Regions from separate parts of the Sus scrofa genome. Here region 1 is linked to region 2. The links are chromatin contacts, called in public HiChIP or PLAC-seq maps. All regions are on one chromosome and are shown on one strand. Each heading gives the region's core, a stretch centred on a gene start, on an enhancer-like site or on the middle of the called end of the contact. The rest is flanking DNA. Distances are from core to core; before and after follow the strand shown. Region 1 overlaps MAPK14 (mitogen-activated protein kinase 14). Region 2 holds the start of SLC26A8 (testis anion transporter 1).

Region 1 (4,515 bases), core at 1,526-4,025, 37 kb before region 2:
CAAATATACATAACCTGCTCAAGGTTAAGAGTGGAAATGTCAGGGGCTGAATCCAAAACTTTTTGATCTCAGAGACCATTATTGTAAATCACAGCCCATACTGCCTCCAAATTCTTCCAGTTGACAGAGAATTTAAGTCAAGAGAATGACTGATTTTAAGTGTTATAAATGTTAAAATATTCCATCCCAATCACAGTCACTGTATTTTCTAACCCCAAATTGATACATAATCTCATAAATATGAGGATGTTATGAATAACAGGTTAATATCATGAAATCAGGGCTTCCCCACAGAAAATCTGGGATAATGGTTACCATATCCGTAATACCAATTAAGACAATTTGCGAGGCTCAGGTTAAGGAAGAGGGAATCCAATTTTGTTTTCTAAGACTACTTCACAAATATATTTTATGACAATGAATAGTAAAAGGATTATCCTCTAAACTCTCAAAATTATTTTATTTATTTATTTATTTATTTATTTATTTATTTATTTTTAGGGCTGCATTGGCGGCACATGGAAGTTCCCAGACTAGGGAATAAATTGGAGCTGTAGCCCCTGGCCTGTGCCACAGCCACAGCAATGCAGGATCCAAGACGAGTCTGCCACCTACACTACAGTTCACGGCAATGCCAAATCCTTAACCCACTAAGACAGGCCAGGGATTGAACCTGCATCCTCATGGATGCTACTCAGATTCATCATGAGCCATGACAGGAATTCCTCAAAATGATTTTTAAGGGGAAAAGGTAAACAAAGGAAACATTGCTCTGGATGATTCCTACCTAAATATCTATCTTAATCCATCTTGAAATAAAACAAAAAAATCTTAACTCTCTAATGTCTGTGCTCATTCACAAAGGTTTTAAGCAGTATCACCAAAGCAAACACAGTACTTTCAATTCTAAGTTTTATGCCCAGTAACTTAAGAAATCTTATACGGCCAGAAGACCACTGATTGCACAGCCTGAGAGAGAGCATGCTTACAGTTAGAACAGTCCACCACTGTGTGATTCCCTTCAAATCCCCTCTAAATCAGAGACCACAACTATTCTATCAGTAAGACTTCCAGACGTACAGAGAGACTGTCAAGACATTATGTAAGCATGTAAGATTAATCAGTCTATACAGTAATAACTATCAAGCATTGCTGCTAGCCTCCAATTAAATCAACTGAACCACATTGTTCACGGCAGATCTGTCTTGCAGGAACTAACCTAATCACTATATGTTGTATCCACAAAGCCCAAAGACCAATCTATGGCAGTCAATTGTCAAATTCCAACTCATCACATATGAAAAGGAAACGTTTTTCAAAATAAATCTTGCAACAGTGGACAAAAGCAAGTGTCATGCAAAGTTACTGAATGCTTATGAAAGACATAGCAACTTTTAAAAGTAGTGAACAGGGGGTGGGAGGAAAATGTAGATGTGTACGTATTTTAAATAAGCCAGTCCCCAAAGGAAACATTAATAGATAGCCCCATATTAGTCTCTAGAAAGTAATTCCATTTTAGTAAAGACATGCCTATTTGTCAGGGTTCATAACATCTCAAATAATCAAATCTGATCAACAGTTGGGAAGCTACCTAGTTCCCCCATCGTTAAAAAGGAATTAAGTAGGTAGGACTTTATTAGGCTGAAGGCTGAAAAGATGATTTCATAGCCTGACAATGCAAATCTTTTCGTTTTTCTTTTTTTGGTCACACCCAGAGCACATGGAAGTTCTCGGGCCAGGGACTGAATCGGAGCTACAGCTGTGGCAGCATGAGATCCTTAACCCACTGCATCAGGCTGGGGATGGAACCTGCACCACTAGAGACAAGGTGAGATCCTTAACCCACTGCGCCACAGTGGGAACTCCTGATGATATAAATCTTGTTTTTCACTTTTCTTGTGAATACGGTCTCCCTTAAAATTAAATAAACTGGAGTTCCCATCGTGGCACAGCAGAAACGAATCCGACTAGGAACCATGAGGTTTCGGATTGGATTCCCTGGCCTTGCTCAGTGGATTAAGGATCCGGTGTTGCTATGAGCTGTGGTGTAGGTCTCAGACACGGCTTGGATCCTGGATTGCTGTGGCTCAGGTGTAGGCCGGCAGCTGTGGCTCCAATTAGACCCCTAGCCTGGGAACCTCCACATGCTGCAGGTGCGGCCCTAAAAAAAAAGGACAAAAGACAAAAAAAAAAATTAAATTAAATTAAACATACTATAAAGAGCATAAATCATTTCTCAAAGTAAAATGTACTGTACCAGAAAAAAGGCAGTACTACAAGGGTTTTCAGTACTCTAGACAGCACCCTATTTAGAGCTTCATTTATTAAGTGCTTCTTGGGTAACAATTGTCAAAACTCCTACCTTACTGCCTTTTTTCCCCCTAAAAAGCATAACACAATCAGAAAGAACCTATGTAGAAAAAATCTCTATCTACAGCTTGTTGTCTCTATACCATCATCCATATTTTATAAATCAATCATCAAAAGGGCAAAAAAATTTTCCATATTTAAACAAAGTACTTTAAAACAATCACAGGGATGGACAATTTGTAACCACACACTTCTGAAATACATCCAATGATCCTTGGGACTCACTACAGCCTATTCTGAAAACACCAGTGATTCTGTAAAAATGAAAAACGGATCATGTTATTCCTTGTCAAAAGCCTTCTCATTTCACTTAAGACAAAAATCCCTCCAGGGCAGATAAAGCCCTACGTAATCCAATACCCTGTCTCCAATCAGCTCTCTCACTTCTACTTCTCTCTTTGCTCTCACTTGGCTCTACACTAGCTTCCTTACTCCATCCAGAGAGCCCCGCCTTGCTGCAATTCCAACATAGCATGCAGTCTTCTGCCTCAGGACCTTTGCATTAGCTGTTCCTTCTGCCTGGAATGCTTTTCCCCCAGATAAGCACAAGTCCAATTCTTCTACTTCTTCAAATTTTTGCTCAAAATTCACCTTCTAAGGATAAGAGCTATCCTTACCACCCCATTTAAAATTGTATGTCTCAAAAAAAAAAAAAAAAGGAGTTCCCGTCGTGGCTCAGTGGTTAACGAATTCGACTAGGAACCATGAGGTTGTGGCTTCAATCCCTGCCCTCACTCAGTGGGTTGAGGATCCGGCATTGCCGTGAGCTGTGGTGCAGGTGGCAGACACGGCTATAGCTCCGATTGGACCCCTAGCCTGGGAACCTCCATATGCCGTGGATACAGTCCTAAAAAGACACACGCAAAAAAGATAAATAAAATAAAATTGTATCTCTCACACTCCCCATTCCCCTTCCCTGCTCTATCTTTTCCTCTTGTCCATAGCATTATTGCCTGCTAACATACTATCAGATTTCCTTTTTATATGCTCATTGTTTAATTGCTATCCATCTGTACAATGTTTAAAGAGGACGAGATTCCTTTTTGTTCTCTGTAGTATTTAAAGTACCTAAAACACTGTTGAGGAAATACTAGGCACACAATTACCAGTGAATTGAATTGAATGACCCAGGACAACTCATATAGCATTACTAGTTAAGACCAGGCAATGGCATATCTTATGAAAATACTCATGCCAAAGATCTTATCTGGTAAGCAGATCACACTATTCTAATGTAAGTGGCAAAAGCATCATTCAGCAGCCAGGTAGGCAGTTTAGCCAGCTTATTTCACCACAAACTATTCACCTCATTTGAAATAAAGACTACTGAAAGGTGCCCTCTACATTACTAGCATCAAACAAACCAGATTCAGTATTCTACCGTATGATCTACATTACAGAATAAAAACAAAAAAACTAGTCAAAAGAGAATGCACTGGGCAAGCTATCAGACAACTAGATTGCTAACCAGTCATAAACAAGACAGCGCAAGGTTATTCATTCATTCAATCATTCCATCAACAAATATTTATTGTTGAGCACTGGGAGTACAATAATGGAAAAAAAGAGACATGGATTTTTTTTTTTTGCCTCACCTATGGCATATGGATGTTCCCTGGGTAAGGATCAAATCTGAGCTGCAGTTGCAACCTATGCCACAGCTGCAGCAACATCAGATGCTTAATCGACTGCACTGGGCCAGGGATTGAATCCGCATCTCAGTAACCTGAGCTGCTGCAGAGACAATGCCAGATCCTTAACCTGATATGTCATAGCGGGAACTCCAATAGATAAAGAATTTAGATGAGAGGAAGGCATATATAAACATATAACCATAACAGAGCATGATTAGAGCTATAAGAGGGAATGTCAAGGTGCTGGAGAACACACAGGAGAGGCTCCAACCCAGACTTAGGAAGGATTTAATCAGGGAAAGATTTCTTGAGGGACTCAAACTCAAAGCTAGATCTTGAAGCTTCTTTACCTTTTTTTTACAATAGCTAATCTGAGAAAAAAGAGGGCATCTTATTGATGATGTCAGACAAAAAGGAATGTTATTTTCTTAAAGGATGTGTAATTTTCTTAGCTTTTGTATATGAGTCAGTGACGACATCTGTATGCTTTACCAACTCTCTATCCTCATTT
Region 2 (4,287 bases), core at 172-2,671:
CCTCCCAATATTGTTAGTAACTTTTTGATCTTAAGGGCGTCCAACGGATCTGAATCTCACTTGCTCCAAAGGCGAAAATTGTTTTGTCCAACAATACTTAAATGAGCAGTGGTATGTGACTAATCAGTGAAGCCGCCAGCTTCTCAAGCTGCAGGGTGTTTGCAGGCACTACCACCCACCCCCAACTCTGCGAAAAGGAAATACGCTTTCAACTGAATCGGAAACACACCACTCAAGTTGGCACCGTGCTCACCGCGATAAAGTCGGTATTTTAAGCTCTGTGGATAGCTGCTAATTCAAGTGCGAATTCAAAAAGAACGCTTCTCCAAATGGGATTTCGACAAAGGTTTGCAAAAAAAGCCGGGACGGTACGTCCTTCGTCCTCAGTTTTGTTCAGATGACCGCAGTCTCCCTGGCGAGCTTTGCCCTTCTGTTCCTCCCGGCAGCTCCCGGGCTTGTCTGATCCAAGGGCAAGCTACGGCGCCCACAGTGGGCGCCCCTCGGGAGAGCCCCTCTGTTCGATGACAGCAGGGAGACCGCCAAAGAGGGCCCCCCTGTTCCTGCCCCCAGAGCAGCAACCACCCCACCCCACCCCCGACAAGGGAACGCGCAGGGTGCGAGCCAGCGCCGGGCTCCCAACACCACCGGGTACTCACTGCGGACCTCGTCCTACACACAGCTGACTACCTACGCGGGTGTGCTGAGTGAGGGGTCCCAAGGGTACAGGGAGTCCAGGACAGGGATCAAAGGGGCAGGGATGGCTTCCCCCCAGGGAAAATTCCTGCCGCTTGGTGCATTGCTGAGCCGTGGGGGCAGGCCTGGCTCTGGGGCATGAAGGGCTACCCAGCCCACCAAGGCCCCAGGCCCAGTGACACTTACCACACGGAGCCATAGGCGCCGGAGCCCACCGGGGACAGGTTCTGGTAACGCTCGGGTACCTCCCAGATTGTCTTGTTCAGCTCCTGCCGGTAGAACGTGGGCCTCTCCTGAGACATCTTCCAGCGGCGGCCGCGGGGCGAGGAGGTGGCCCTGCGGGGCCCCGCCTGCGCCCGCACCCGCTCCTCGGACCTCGGCGTCCGCCGGACCCTGCGGGGACCTAGAGCTGGCCACCCGCGCAGGTGCGGCTGCCGCGACCCTGACAACTCCCGCGCGCGCGGCCCCTGTCAGCCGCAGCAGCTGGACGCGCCTCGGCGACTGGGGCGAGCCCTGCTATGGGCAGGGGCGCGCTCCAGGGCTCAAAGCTGCGCCCACCACACTCTCCCTGCACCCGCTTCAGTCCAGGCCGACTCCGGTTTGCGCCGCGGGACTACCGCTCCAGCTGCAGCGCCCGCAGAGGTTCCAGTGGTCGCCGTTCCAGAGCCAGCGAACAGAAGCCTCCTGCCTTACTCTCGCGAGAACAGCTCCCGGGACTCTCCGCGAGCCGAGATTTTACCCAATATGGAACCTGCCTGTGGGCGGGGGTTGCTGAGGGGAGAGGACGGGAGGAGCAATTCTCGCGAGAAGAGAGCAACAGCTGGTCACCAGAGGCAGGAACTCCCGGGAACTGCTCTTCTTGAGGGCGCGAAGGCGGACCCAGGCAAGAGGTGGTCAAGCGGCGAACATTTGCCGCGTGCGCCCCACCGTGGTCGGCGGGGCAAATGCCTAGTTCCCCGGTGGAAAGCGACAGTGACTAATAGGGTGTCGGGAAAGAGCCAAAGGATCTTTGAACTACCACAGCAGCCGAGCACCCGCTTAGCGGAACCTCCAATTTCCAAGAAATATTGCATAAAAAAGAGGTTCTGGCCAGAAAGCCGTTGCAGTCTCATCTGCTCAAGGACATATGGCTTACTCTTCGGAATTCTGACGAAATCTGCCCCAAAGGTAAATATTAGCCCTGCATTAAGTTTGAGGTTTTCCACCCAAACTCTACTAGTAGTTCTCAACTTTCTATGTGCGGAGGAATCACCTTGGGAGTTTAAAAATGAAGAGTCTATGGATCCACAACGAGTTTAATTGGATAGGTCCGCGATGGGCACCAGGAATGTGCCTTTTTACAATATGCCCCAAGTAATTCAGATAAGTCCCTGGTATCTCCGTTTGAAAAGAATTTTTAACACCATTACTCTGAAGGTTTGAAACTGACTCTTACCTTGAAGAGTTTTCCAGGGAAGAGGATTGTAAACATTTAAATCGTGCCTCTCAGAGTAAGAACAGTGCAGAGTGGTCTTCTGGCAGTGTCCGGTTAGGCAAGTCAATTGACCTTTCCTAGACTTTGGTTCCAGTTTATGCAAAAGAGAATTCCTGCCCTACATTCCCTACTTAAAGCTAAACACAATAATAAATGTGAATGGGCAGAGGATTATAATCCCATAACTTCCCCTACTGTTGGCCTATTCCTATGCTAAACCTTGTTACAATAAGCAGGAGAATTGGACCCTATCTATTCTTAGTCATTTCTTTTTAGAAATAACTGGGTTCAAGCCACTAACCATGATTATTCTCTTTTGTGTTATATGCATCCTTGGAGTGCTCAGACTTTGTCTGTCTTGCCCCAACATTTAGCACAGTGCCTAGAACGTAAAAGTTCCCCCATAAATATTTGTTGAATAAATTATGAATAATGACATGGTCTCAATTTAAGAAGCAGAGCAGGATCCTCAGTTCTCCTCAAGGAAAAATAAAACTAAGCCCAAAACCAGGGTCATGAGTGATTTGTAGAAAGCTTTCTTTGGATTCAACATGGTTTGGCTCAGGTTCTCTTGCCTGTGAAGACATGTTGCTTAAAAATGTTCCAAGCTTTCTAAGAAGTAATGCGAGTTGAAGGAGGAAATGAGAGCAAAAATGCAACTGTAAAGAAATGAAGGGTGGGAGTGGGGAACCAAGGTGATGCGTGCATGGGTACAAGGGAGGAAACGTGGGGGAAGTTGGCCTTTTAAGAAACTCATGTTTATATATTATACTGTCTCTGTTTGACATTTTTATTGTTGTATTTCTAGAGTCAAGCATTTACAAGAACTTTCATATATACCCTCCTGACAACTTCCATCTACCTTATTTTTGTTTTAATCAGGTCTCAAACTTTTTTTTTTTTTTTTCTTTTTGGCTGCCCTGGAACATATGGAGTTCCCTGACCAGATCCAGCTGCAGTTGTGACTTACACCGCAGCTGCAGCAAAACGAGATCCTTTAACCCACTGTGCCACTGGGGATGGAACCTGCGTCCTGGTTCTCCAGAGACACCACCCATCCTGTTGTGCCACAGCGGGAAATCTGAGAAACTCGTATATTTATTCAACAAATTGGAATGATGAGAGTGACCAAGAGAGTAAAGTTAAGAAATTCAGTCATTCAGCAAATACATTTTGAGTGCCTACTGGGTACCAGGCACTTCCGTTGGAAAGGTATTTATTTATTGAAGCCTTTTTTTTTTTTTTTTTTTTTTTTTAGGGCCGCACCCATGGCATATGAATGTTCCCAGGCTAGGGGGTGGAATCGAGCTACAGCTGTCATCCTACACAACAGCTCATGGCACCGCCAGATCCCCAACCCACTGAGTGAGGCCAGGGTTGGAACCCACATCCTCATGGATACTAGATTTGTTTCTGCTGAGCCACAGCTGGAACTCCTGGAAAGGTACTTAAAAAGCAGACAGTTGCCTACATGGAGCTTACAGTTAACAGCAGGGCAACCAGTCAATTATTCAACACAAATTTATTGAGCACTTTATCTACCTCATTGCTTTGTGCACTAATAATACAACAGTCAATGAAAGAGAGAAAAATCCTTGCCGTTATGGGGATGAGACAAATTACAAAAACGAGAAGTAAGGCAAATAATAAATATATTAGACATTAATCCATTAATACTGTAATCCAATTAATACGGTAAACTTGCACCTGGGCCAAGCAGGACTACAAGACAGAGTGAGAGACAGTGACAGGGACTGAGCTTCAGAAGGAGATTGAAGGTCCGGGGATGTGGGGCAGAGCAGGAAACCTGGGCTTTGAGTGGCCTTCAATAGGAGGAGCCAGGCTGGTGGGTCTGAAAGGTGGCGTTGGAGACCTCGGTGACCCTCTAGCCTCCCGTCTTCCCCCGAGTCTTCTGTCCCCACAGGGTCGTCGGGAGACTTTAGTGGATGACTTGGACGTGAAGTGCGGGCCGCGAGGCCTGGCCTCCAGCAGGCCTTCAGTCAAAAGTACTCAAGAGGTGCGGCTGGGTGACCCAGAGAAGGGGCCGGCGCGGCCCAGAGCCCCCGCTCCCCGCCCCCGGCTCAGCCGCCGGGGCCCCTTCCTCGGCCCCACTCCGGTCC

What was found. HiChIP or PLAC-seq counts read pairs in DNA pulled down with a chosen protein or histone mark.
Region 1: a contact with region 2 is called in an H3K27ac HiChIP or PLAC-seq map of alveolar macrophages. The contact joins the enhancer-like site here to the promoter of SLC26A8 in region 2. A contact is called at or near these places in 9 of 47 Hi-C or Micro-C datasets (embryonic fibroblasts, fibroblasts, liver and 3 more) and 1 of 2 datasets of contacts at active chromatin or transcription factors (alveolar macrophages).

The regions. Positions count from the first base shown.
Region 1 is chr7:31,827,336-31,831,850 of Sscrofa11.1, reverse strand. All of the region lies in intron 3 of MAPK14 (mitogen-activated protein kinase 14), which reads right to left. Among named protein-coding and RNA genes, the nearest start is that of SLC26A8, 38 kb to the right of the region's middle. Within about 2 kb of position 2,775, at least 1 of the 83 cell types and tissues checked has an H3K27ac peak or open chromatin away from gene starts, as enhancers often do. A contact at or near this core is called in alveolar macrophages, where this site is marked.
Region 2 is chr7:31,788,754-31,793,040 of Sscrofa11.1, reverse strand. SLC26A8 (testis anion transporter 1) reads left to right here and starts at 1,421. Exons shown (of 21, transcript XM_003356617.4): 1 at 1,421-1,860; 2 at 4,092-4,287. The coding sequence starts at 1,438. It overlaps MAPK14 (mitogen-activated protein kinase 14), which reads right to left and starts at 1,643. Exons shown (of 12, transcript XM_003356615.4): 1 at 880-1,643. The coding sequence starts at 995.